3 separate regions of the Sus scrofa genome follow, and regions 1 and 3 are each linked to region 2. The links are chromatin contacts, called in public Hi-C and promoter capture Hi-C maps. All regions are on one chromosome and are shown on one strand. The core of a region is the stretch at or near the end of the contact, and the rest is flanking DNA. Distances in the headings are between cores, read along the strand shown. Region 1 holds the start of LENG8 (leukocyte receptor cluster member 8). Region 2 holds the start of PPP1R12C (protein phosphatase 1 regulatory subunit 12C). Region 3 holds the start of ZNF784 (zinc finger protein 784).

Region 1 (3,644 bases), core at 217-2,716, 480 kb after region 2:
AAATAGGGCCGCAGATAAGGATCAGAGGAGAGGCAAGCGTGCATTGTTTCTCGAAATTGGTGTTTAGTGGACCCAGGACTGGTTCTGGTGGTCCTCCTTCTTCCAGGAATGAAGAATGCTTCAACAGTTCTTCCATTTGTAGGGGGTTTTAGTTCTGCAGAAAGGCTCTAAGCTATTGTTATGTGTATCCCATGAGGAGGAACCAGGACTCTGCTCCAAGGCTGCACTAGGGTCTCTGGTCGGCTCCTCCCTGGTCTCTGCATCCCCTCCCTTCCCTGATTAGCTACTGCCCTTTGGAACTCAGCAAACACCATGGAGGCTGAAGCTTATCCCCTAATAACAAGAAGTGGAGGGCAGAGAAAGTCTTTTAGTGCCTAGGAGCCCCAGAGGGCACTAGCTGGGTTACAAGGTGACCCTGAAATCCCTACAGCCCATTGTCTTGAGTTTCAGACCACAGGGTGGGGGAGGGGAACTGAGGCAGAGGGCCTCCTAACAAGTGCTCTATACAATAAAGTCTAAATAGCAAGACGATAGATTTAAATTATAACCTCATTAGTATTAACACAGTTATAAACAGCTCTTTTAAAAGGCAGAGAGATTGTATGCTGGGGTAAAAAGAAAAGCTCTAACTATATGCTATCTGCAAGAAACCCATCCCTTTGAAAGTAAAGAATGCTCAACACAGTGGGGTACCCGCAATTGTACTGTGGCACATAAAGGAGACCTTACCGCGGTGAAATTCAAATAAAGTCTGCAGTTAATAGTAATGTGCCAATTTTGGTGCCTCAGTTTTAAGAAACACACTACAGTAATGTGAGGCGATGGTGTTAGGGGCTTTGGTACAGGATTGGTAGGACTCTGAAATATCTTTGCAATATTTCTGTAAACCTAAAATTACTCTAAAACAAAATGTTTAATTAAAAAAAGATTACCTCTGCTGAAAGTAACAGAATGACGTGGGGTTATCAACAGAAAAGTTTACAATAGACTATGGGAAGGAAATTGCAACTTCTCAAGTATCACTTACAGTGACAGGTCCCTGAACTGGACTGGATAATTTTATCAGAGTCGTGGAAAGAGCTGGCATACTCAACAGGTTACATGCAAGGATTGAAAGAAAAGCCTATTTACAGAGATGATCCCAATTCCTCAGCCGGACATCAATGGCCTTTCCGGATCGGTTACTTGATTACCTCCACAGACCTATCTCTTCCTAGGACCTTGCACACTTCTGCCACAGCCACCTGCACCCCGCAATCTCGTTTCCTGCCTCTGCGCACGCTGTTCCCTCTGCCAGGTGCGCTCTTCCAGTCTATTTACTACGGAAGCTCCCCTTTCCGGCTGCACGCTTTTCTCACCCCTTCCTCGAGTCCATCCTTAGGCCTCCGCATCACCGCACGGTGGGGAGTCTTAGAATTCTCAGGACGCTAATTTATGCCTATAAATAATAATGGCTGCCACCAACCGGACCAAAACAAGGTTGCGCGCACCTGCGCAGGGGAAGCGCGCTCTGCTGCCTGTGTCCCCTCGGGGCCACCGTCCCCACCTAGTGTTCCGGCTTGTGTTAAAGTGTCCATTGCGTCATTGCGTGGGCGGGAGGGCAGGCCTAAGTCAAGCTCGCGGCGTCTATTGGCTGCCCGGGGCGGAGGGAGGCGTGGCGAGGCCTCAGCGTGACGTCAAGACGCCGCCGTCGGGACGTCAAAGCCCAAGGAAGAAAAGAGCCAGCCGGGTCGCGAGAAGTTCCGTCGTCCGCAGCCGTGCTGCCGTCGTTTAGAGCCACTGCTGGCGAGCCCCGGGGGTGTACGGCCGAGGTGGGTGTTGAGAGCGGCGGCGGGGTGGGCGGGCGGGTGGAGACATTTCCTTTTGGCCGTACGCGCGGACCCGAGGCCTTGGCGGCCGTCGCACCAACGGACGCCGACCGCGAGCGACGGCCGGGTGTGGCCGGGCACGGGGCATTGCGCCTGCGCACGAGGGGTGAAGAGCGCGGCTTCGAACTCTCGCGCCTGCGCCGTCGGATTCCGCTCACCCCTTGGAATTCCAGGGCTGCGGCGGCCCTCTTCAGCCGTCTTTGACTCGGAGGTTCCACTGGGAGGTCGACGTTGCCCCGGGTGATGGGCGGCCCTTGCGCCGTCTTCCTACCCCCCAGGGACGTGGTGCGCACGCGCGACGTGGCCGGGGCGGTGGCTCCGGGTCGGGCGGCGAGGGTCCGGGCGGGCTTTTTCCTCCCCCCGGCGCCCTCCTGTGCCTTCCCTGGGTCTAGGGGACGGCTAGGTGTCCCTCGCGACTTGTTCCATTCTTCGCCCTTCAGACTCGCCCGGGAACGTCCCACCAGGCTTCCCCAGACCGTACCTTCAATCTCCTTCCTTTTTCGGCCCTCCCCCCACTATCCCCACTCGTGACCTCCCTCCGAACCCCCCCACCCCCACCCCCGGTGAACTCTCTTCTGTCTTTTCTTTAAGGCTTTTCCTTTTTAGGTCTTTGGCCAGCTCCAGACACCTGTTTCTATCCCCCCACTTCTTGTAGGGCTTTCGGGTTGTCCAGCAGGACTCGCTTTTGAGCTCTTGCGTACTTCCCACTTACTCCCTCGAATCTAGGCTCCCCCCATTCCTTGCTCCCAAAACTTGCCTTCACTTTCCTGCGGTCCTCACCATCCTCACTCTTGAGTTCCTCACTCTTGATTTTCGGATCTCCCCAGACCTCCAATGGAGGGGCTTGCCTCGTCTCTCCCAGGCCTAGCCCTGCTTCTAGGAACCTCACATGTGGGTGTCTGTCTTTAGTGGAACTTCCGGAAATTAGTCTCTTAAGAGCGTTCTAAGAACTTAATTGTGTTGCTTCCAGGGTTCCTCTCTGGCACCCTCAACTTCTCCCTGCTTCTAGGAATAATTTCCAGAAATCTCCCTTCCCACCCAGGTTTCTTTCTCTGTTCTCCTGTGTTTTCTCCTCTCAAGGCTCCCTCAAATGCTTCCCACCTTACAGACTTCTCAGAAGTCTTTCCAAGGCTCCCAGCTTTCAGGTTCACTTAGATTTTGCTCATTAGTGTGCTTCTTCTCTGAAGCTGTCTTCTTGACTGAGGGTCCCCCACCCCCTACACCGTCTCAGGATTTCCCTTGAACCTTTTCCCCTTTTCATTTGGGCTTCAGATCCTTCTCTTTCTCTTTGGGAAATTCCTTTAGGCTTCCCTGTTTTCAGATCCTTCGTGTTCCACCCAGAGCACTGCAGGGAGTCCAGGGTTTTCCCTGGTGCTGTACCTTTTATTCCACACCCAGAATTCTTTCCAGATTGTTTTACTCCAGCAGCTCTTTCTTTCTCAGACTCTCCTTTTTTCCCTGGCTTCTTGTGAGCCCATCTCCTTCTCTTTCGTACTTGGTGACATGTTTCTTGCTCTTTCTTGAGTCGTCGTCTTTCATTCTCTTTCTTGCAGACAGTGAAAAAGCAGTCTGGCTCCCGAAGTCCACCCCTTACACCCCAGGGTCCAGATGGCGGCCAACGTGGGTGACCAGCGTAGCACAGATTGGTTAGTGGGGCTCAAGGGACAGGCTGGAGGGGAGGGCAGGAGGGAGCAAGACCCAGGGGGTCCTGGATGGGGGAGGAGTGGGGGGGGGACTTTTCTGGGCTTTTGTTTGTCACAGTGCAGTCCTCGTTTT
Region 2 (3,912 bases), core at 814-3,313:
CGAGTGGAATATGAAAATGCCTGTACAGAGCCAACAGCGCCTGCCTGTGAGAAAGGCATGTACAGCAGCTCCACAACTCAAGAGGCAGAGAGGAAGAGAGCTAGCCCAGGTCCCAGAGCTAGGAAGTGGGTGGAGTCAAGACTCAAACCCGGGCCTGGCTAAATCAGAGCTGGTATTAACCATTTGTCATAAAGAGGTGAAAAGTCTAAATATAGCCGTCAGAAGTAAAGATTGCCAATAGAGCTTGTGGTGGGAACACATCCCATCGTAGGTTGTGGGGGTTAAGTGGAAATTCCATATTATGTCTCCCAAATGAATAAAGGCCGCAAACAGATAGACGCTCTACACCAAAGCTTACAGACACCATAAACACGAGCACCCAAATCAGGTTGCATTCAACTGCAGACGCGATCACAAAACACCCAAAAATCACCGTTTCGCGCAGGCACAGAAATATACATAACCACAGATGGATGATTAATCTCCCTGGGTGTGTAGGTTGAGTGGGACTCAACATCCCAAGAGCTCCCAGGACTGGATCCCCTTCGTGCCCATCCCCACGGTCTCCAGATCTCATGGGATGGATTTGCAGTTTATTTCTTTGCACAGTCCCCCCAACCCACCCCCAAGGACCTCAGAGCCTGTATGTAGGCTGCTCTGACATTCCTTGGAAGAAAAAGAATCTCGCCTGTGTCTGCATTTCAGCACTTTTCTTTGCGATTTTTAGGGGTCTTTGTTCGGGTCTCAAAGTGCGTACCTCTTTCCCAATGAGGATTCAGGTGCAAGGTACTTAAGACGGGGATAGTTTTCTTTTTTCTTTTTTCTTTTCCTTTTGCTCTTTAGGTCCCCACCTTCAGCATATGTAAGTTCCCAGGCTAGGGGTTGAATGGGAGCTGCTGGCCTACCCCACAGCCATAACAACTCAGGGTCCGAGCTGCGTCTGCGACCTGCACCACAGCTCACGGCAACGCCGGATCCTCAATCCACTGAGCAAGGCCTGGAATCGAACACGCAAGCTAAGGTTCATTTCTTGCTTTATGGTGCTACGTACTAGCCCGCCACATCAACTAGAACGCCTCATCTGGACTACAAATCCCAGCATTGCTTGCGAGGATATAGAGCCCGGCCTACACTTCCCAGCGTGCTCCACGCCTCAGGGTGATTGCAATGGCAGAGAGGGCCAGTTTAAGGCTCTGCGGGCATTTTCATTTGTGGATCCTACCTCGCAGGTTCCCTTCCCGATGTGATCCAGGGGTTACTCGGGGACTCTGGACTTATCTTGCCCTCGAATCTTATTTCTTGGGGTGTTTGGGGGCTCTGCCTAGGACTACATTTCCCAGCGCGACCAGCGGCCCATTGTCATGACCTTTGTACCGCATACATAATTTCCCAGCATGCCCTGGGCGGTCACCCAGGAAGGCTTGCAATTTTCTTGATGATCCAAGGGTTGCGGACTCAATTTCCCATAGTATCCTGGTGTTTCCCACGACCTAGAGAATCCGTTCTCTCATTCATTCATTCATTCAAAAAACTATTTCCGATCGCGTTCTACTAGGTACTGGGAACAAGGAAAGCACACAACACAAAAATCCCGGTCTTCCTGGGGCTTATTTCTTGTTGAAGGGCGCGACAAACCCAAAGTAAATAAAGTACATGACATGAAAAAGGGGAAAACGGAAAACTTCTGTACTTTTCGGGTTGTCGAGTCCATTTCCTAGTAGGTCCCCGGGGGCCAGCCCTTCGTCACCTGGATGCTGCGAACGGCATTTCCTGCATGCCCTGGGGCCGACCTCCCGCCTGTAGACTCCACTTCCCAGCACGCCAATCAGATTTCCTTTTGACACCGCGGAGCTGCGAATTTCCCAGTGTGCCTCGGGGCGGGACTATTGCAGAGATCCATTTCCGTTTATGGACTCCACTTCCCAGAGTTCCCCGCGGTCCGCCCTCAGGCGGTTGCCGGTTGCCTCTCCAGCCTGTGGACTCCATTTCCCAGCGGGCCCCGAGTCGGCGTGGTGACGTCACGTGCCGGGCGGGGACCGGTAGATCCTCTGGCGGCGCGGGGCGGGACGCAATTCCCGGCGGCCCGGAGGAGGGCGGGCGTCGGCGACGCCTCGGAGCTGGTCGCTCGCTCGCTCGCTCGCTCGCTTCTTACCTGGCGGGCGAGCGGGCGGCGCGATGTCGGGCGAGGATGGCCCAGGGGCGGGCCCGGGGGCGGCGGCGGCGGCAGCCCGTGAGCGGCGGCGGGAGCAGTTGCGGCAGTGGGGGGCGCGGGCAGGCGCCGAGCCGGGCCCCGGGGAACGGCGCGCCCGTACCGTGCGCTTCGAGCGCGCCGCCGAGTTTCTGGCGGCCTGCGCGGGTGGCGACCTGGACGAGGCGCGCTTGATGCTGCGCGCGGCCGACCCCGACCCTGACGCCGAGCTGGACCCCTCCGCCCCGCCGCCAGCCCGCGCCGTGCTCGACTCCACCAACGCCGACGGCATCAGCGCCCTGCACCAGGTCAGCGCCCCCGCCCGGGCTCCGATCCGCCCTGGGTCTGCGCTGCCTCGAGCACCCTCCCTCCCAGTCCAGAGTCACCCTTGCCAGTCGTGGTCTGCACCGTCGATGCTGCCCCGGTCCTTTATCATCCCGTGCTGAGTCCTTTTCCCATCCCACCCACCTGGAGCTCCCCTCTTCCAGTCCTGAGCCACTTGAACTGGCCTGGTTTTTGCCATCCTGCGCTGCCCTCTCTCCGGACTCGAGCCACTGCTGAGGGCCTCAGGCCAGTCCATCCTCGTCTTGTCTCTTTCGCCCTGCTCTTTCCCCACCTTGAGCGCTCTTAACCAGCCTGGCCCGTGCCACCTCTACTCTGCCATCGAATGCTGCCCCACTTTCTCGAGTCCGCCACTTCTCCCAGCTTCACCGGTACCCACTGTTTCCCCTAGTCCAGGCAGGTACCACTTTCCCTGAGCGTCCTCCTCCTCTCTTCTGGGCCTGTGCTGCTTCTTTTCCCGCTCTCTGGCCTGGGCCGTTTCTTCGGCCAGCCCCCGAGCCTTCCATGCCCTTTCCTTCAGGTTTCTGCTCTTCATCCTTGGTCTCTGCCATCTGTTGCCATGTAAGGGTGCTCTTTCCTGAGCCATCGCCCTCAAGGCGCTCTGCTCCTCAAGTGGATGCTTCCCTCGCCTGGCTCACCTCCTGCTCTCTCTCCTGCCCCCTTCACCTGCGTGCCCTCCTCATTCTCCCTCTGTGCCACCTCTGGCCTTGCACTGTAGGCTCTCTCTTGGGGATGTTTCTCTTTCTCCACACACTTCTCTTTCACTCTGTCCTCTTGCTTTGTGTGGGCCTGCAGCGTTACCCTTTTTTCTGGGCACACTCAGAGCACCCTCCTCTTTCTGGTTCTGGGCCACCTGTCTGTCCTCGGGTCATCTTGCTCTCTCTGCCTGGATGCCCTCCTGTGGCTTTGGGCAGCTTCTCCCTCCTTCAGAGTGCACCGCCAGTTCTCCTAGGCCCGGTCACTTCCCCTTCCCAGGGGACCTAGAGCCCTGCTAGGTCCTCTCTCTCCACAACCTGGGCCCCCAAACCTTTCCAAAACACCTTGCTTTCTGCCTCCATTGGTCTTGTGTTCCAGAGCCAGAGTCACTATATGTCCCAGAACCAGGATTCCCTCTGGTTCTGAGGGCTTTTATCGCATCCCCTGCCTGGCTGCAGTGGGTCTTTGGGGACAGGCCACAGAAGAGCCTCTACTCCTCCCTCTGTCCCCGAGGCTGTCTCCCTCCCAGTCTTCCCAGCTCAGGCCAGTCCCCAGGCCTCTCTTCCCTGCCAGAGCCCGTCAGGTTCGGTTACTTTGGGGCCCAGAGAGGACCCTGTGAAGGAAGCGTGGGTAGGGGCACGGGAATGGGGAGGATGCCTGAAGAGGCCCCCTTAGCCAGAAGAGGA
Region 3 (3,998 bases), core at 825-3,324, 390 kb before region 2:
GGTTCGGTCCCTGCCCTTGCTCAGTGGGTTAACGATCCGGCATTGCTGTGGTCTGTGCTGTAGGTCGCAGACGCGGCTCGGATCCAGCGTTGCTGTGGCTCTGGCGTAGGCCGATGGCTGCAGCTCCGATTCAACCCCTAGCCTAGGAACCTCCATATGCCTCGGGAGCGGCCCAAGAAATAGCAAAAAAAGACAAAAAAAAAAAAAGAAAGAAAGTAAGAAAGGAAATGCAAAATCTCATAAGGGGAAGGAGGCAAGAGAAGGGGATGTTACACAGATGGCTGAGATTGCATCTGTAAAGTTGTATGGTTTAAGTTCATTAAGGAGTACAGGGAGCTATTTATATACTTCTGAATTTTTCTTTTCTTTTGTTTTTTTTTTTTTTTTTTTGCTCCCACGGCATATGGAGGTTCCCAGGCTAGGGGGTGAATCGCAGCTGTAGCTGCCGGCCTACGCCAGAGCCACAGCAACGCGGGATCTGAGCCACGTCTGCAACCTACACCACAGCTCACGGCAACGCCGGATCCTTAACCCACTGCACAAAGCCAGGGATCAGACATGCATCCTCATGGATCCTAGTCAGGTTGTTAACCACTGAGCCACGAAGAGAACTCCCCAAATGAGTATTTTAAATGCTATCTATCCGAGGAAGACTTGCACCAGGTTCTGGTCACACACCCTGGAATTTCGTCTAATGGAAACAGATTCCCAAGCAGGAACAAAAAGCGGTGAACATTTCAGCAGACTCTTACCTTGTGCTGAAGTGGACACCTACCGCTTCCACTGTCATTTCACTGGGCAAAGAAAACCACGTGGCCACGTCTAACTGCAAAGGAAAATACAACCCTATCATGTTCCCTAAAGAGGGAGAACCGAATTTGCGCATGATCGTCACGTTCAGTCATCCACCCTGCCCTTCCAGGAAAACAATTTAAGAGTGTTCCAGCGATCTCGCATCTCTCTGTTTTAGTGGGTTTCGCAACCCTCTACAGATGTATGCATAAATGCAGGCATGGTCAGAAGTAGCGCGATGACCTCTCCAAGGTCACACAGCCGGGCCAAGGAACGAGTAACTGGACAGCTGAGCCCTCAGCCCTGTCCTTGTAACTGCCGAAAACCCCTGCCCTTGGGCTCTTGCCTTCAAAGGCGCATTTCCCAAACTTCACACAACCTGTGGATACTTGCTAATGAATCCCAGTACCACTAGTGTGGCAGTCGGTTCAGTATATTTTTGCAAAGGGACTTAAAAGTCCTTACATTTGTAACCTTTGCCTCACTGAGTTATCTCGAACCAGGGAGTAGGTGACCACAAAAACGTGTAGTGTGAACACAACAAAGGTTGTTCAATTCTGGTGTCAAGTGACCGCCAGAGCCTACTCATGGAGATTAAAAAGAGAAATTAGGGAGTTCCCGTCGTGGCGCAGTGGTTAGCGAATCCGACTAGGAACCATGAGGTTGCAGGTTCGGTCCCTGCCCTTGCTCAGTGGGTTAACGATCCGGCGTTGCCGTGAGCTGTGGTGTAGGTTGCAGACGCGGCTCGGATCCCGCGTTGCTGTGGCTCTGGCGTAGGCCTGTGGCTACAGCTCCGATTAGACCCCTGGCCTGGGAACCTCCATATGCCGTGGGAGCGGCCCAAGAAATAGCAAAAAGACCAAAAAAAAAAAAAAAAAAAAGAAATTAGAATTAGCTCACAGGAGAGTTCCCGTCGTGGCCTGGCACAAACGAACCCGACAAAATCAGGAGGGATCCGTGGTTCCGCTCAGGGGGTTAAGGATCCAGCGTTGCTGTGGCTGTGGTGCAGGCCGGCAGGTGCAGTTGCGATTCGATTCCTAGTCTGGGAACCTCTATACGCTGCGGGTTCGCCCTAAAAAGACACGTACACAAAAGAATTAGCTCAGAGCCACCCCAGCGCCCCACGCAGGCTGTCTCTTGGGGGCACTGACAGGCAATTAGGAAGAAATTCACCACTTTCTCCCTGGGGATGGAGAGAGCCAGCTCCCGGGAAGCCCCGCCCCTCCTCCAGGCCGCCTGCGCGGGGCCCCGACGCCAGCCTAGGCCCCACCCCCTCCGGATTGACCTCTGGCATTGGGGGCGGGGCCTGGGGACAAGATGGCTGCCGCGCGCCCGGAGTCGCCGAGTCTGAGCTCAGCGGGCCCGGAGCCGCGATCCCCGGAACCTCCGGACCTGGTGCGGGCGAGGAAGGGCCCCGGCGCGGGGGCTCTAGGCGGCAGGAGGTCGCAGGGGTGGGGGTGGGGCTTAGAGCTGGGCGGGGGAGGTATTTAGGGCTATGGCCCTGGGGGCGGGGCTTCTCGTGGGGGCGGTGTGAGGTTGGAGGGGCGTGGCCGGAGGAGGAGGGTGGGCGGGCCAAGTCAGAACTGGAGAGGGATCCACCCGAGCGAGGAGTCCGAGGGATTGAGTTTGTCTAATGAGGGGGCGGAGCCTTCAGAGGGCGGGACCTCATGAATTTTAGGGTTCCGGAACCTGGGTGGAAGGTTGGGAAGGTGACCCTGGAAGAGAAGGGTGTGGGGTTATGGTTGGGTCACCCACTTCGGGGTAGGGGGATGATTCTGCAAGAGTCTAAGTGCTACCCAAGAGAGGATTTGGGGGCAGAAGTGCCTGCTCCAGCTGCCTTTGGACCCCACTCAGGCTGAGAGCGTATCTGAGGACAGTCTTTCATTCAGCAGACATTTACTGTGCTCCCACTTGGGCTAGACAGATGGAGAGGTGAAGGCGGCAAATAAACTATCCTCTTGGAGCTTGCAGCCCAGAAGAGGAGAGAGACAATAAAGAAGTCTTATTGTGTTATGTTCGATAAAGAGTGAGCTGATAGAGCGGCGCGGAGGGGAGCTAAATTTAGTCGAGAGAGAAGTCAGCTGTGTGCCGGCTTATATTTACACTGGGGCCAGAGAGATAAGCGGGAGGCAGATCGTGATGGATATGAATTAAGGCTTTGGATTTTAAGTGCAGTGGGTGTCATGGGAGGGTTGCGAATGGGAAAATGACTTCCATCTGTTCCCGTTTTCAAAAGGTCATTAAGGCTGCTTTGGGAAAATGGGTTATGAGGGAGCCAGGCAGAGGACCAGAGGCAGTCAGAGGTTCAGGACACTTGGCAAAGAATGTTTGCCTTATGAAGTTCCCCAGTGGCCCGAGGATTCCACGTTGGTGCTGTGGCAGCTTGCGTTGCTGCTGTGGCACCTTGGGTCGCTGCTGTGGCACCTTGGGTCGCTGCTGTGGCACGGGTTCAATCCCTGGCCCAGGATCATAGGCCTGCTGCGAGGGAGGCCCCCTCAAAAAAAAAAAAAAAAAAAAAAAAGGTGCAGTGAGGTAATTGGCTTTTCACTGGGATGGAGGAGAGAGATGGCTGGATCTGTGGACCATTTCAGACGGGAGGGGAAGTCTTCAAAGGCACGTAACAGAATCCCGGGCCGGGGAAGCAGCGGAGAGCTGAATCTAGAAATCGAGGGATCCAGCATGCTACAAAAGGGAGGTGTTTTAATAATCAGGTGGGGAGGCCTTGAGGCAGAGGCCACAGGCTCCTCTGTTTCTTCTCCCCCTCACCCAGGTCCTGGTGCCTGATGATGGCCGCCCGGCCACCCCCCCGAGCGACCTCGTCGAGATCCAGGTGGTGAAGGTGACCGACACCACGCTGGTACCTGAGCCCCCAGAGCCAGGTTCTCTCCACTGTGCCTTGTGCCCAGCTGTCTTCCGGCTGGTCTCCGAGCTGCTGTTCCACGAACATGGCCACTTGGCGGGAGCTGAGGGCGGCGGGCAGGGTGGGGACCCGAGCCGGTGTCACGTCTGTGGCCGCAGCTGTCCAGGGCCCGCCAGCCTCCGTGCCCACTACAGCCTGCACACGGGAGAGCGGCCCTACCGCTGCCCGCTCTGCCCCCGGGCCTTCAAGGCCCTGGCGCCTCTGCTGCGGCACCAGCACCGACACGGGGTGGAGCCGGGGACCTCGCAACGGCCTCCAGAGGCGGCGGCGGCTCGGGAACAGCGGC

The links. Promoter capture Hi-C pulls out the DNA fragments that hold promoters and counts their contacts. A called contact is a pair of places that touch in the nucleus more often than the background predicts.
Region 1: a promoter capture Hi-C map of liver shows a contact between it and region 2, with 3 times the contacts expected there. The contact joins the promoter of LENG8 here to the promoter of PPP1R12C in region 2. A contact is called at or near these places in 1 of 5 promoter capture datasets (liver), 1 of 47 Hi-C or Micro-C datasets (heart right ventricle) and 1 of 2 datasets of contacts at active chromatin or transcription factors (alveolar macrophages).
Region 3: a Hi-C map of heart right ventricle shows a contact between it and region 2, with 2.2 times the contacts expected there. The contact joins the promoter of ZNF784 here to the promoter of PPP1R12C in region 2. A contact is called at or near these places in 3 of 47 Hi-C or Micro-C datasets (embryonic fibroblasts, heart right ventricle and liver) and 1 of 2 datasets of contacts at active chromatin or transcription factors (alveolar macrophages).

What each region holds. Positions count from the first base shown.
Region 1 is chr6:58,868,960-58,872,603 of Sscrofa11.1, reverse strand. It overlaps LENG8 (leukocyte receptor cluster member 8), which reads left to right and starts at 1,466. Exons shown (of 16, transcript XM_021094969.1): 1 at 1,466-1,811; 2 at 3,422-3,514. The coding sequence starts at 3,477. It overlaps TTYH1 (protein tweety homolog 1), which reads left to right. Exons shown (of 13, transcript XM_021094971.1): 13 at 1-1,812.
Region 2 is chr6:59,345,328-59,349,239 of Sscrofa11.1, reverse strand. It overlaps PPP1R12C (protein phosphatase 1 regulatory subunit 12C), which reads left to right and starts at 2,063. Exons shown (of 20, transcript XR_002344812.1): 1 at 2,063-2,496.
Region 3 is chr6:59,739,441-59,743,438 of Sscrofa11.1, reverse strand. ZNF784 (zinc finger protein 784) reads left to right here and starts at 2,074. Exons shown (of 2, transcript XM_003356071.4): 1 at 2,074-2,187; 2 at 3,563-3,998. The coding sequence starts at 2,110. ZNF581 (zinc finger protein 581) reads right to left here and starts at 2,027. Exons shown (of 5, transcript XM_021095062.1): 1 at 1,944-2,027; 2 at 753-826.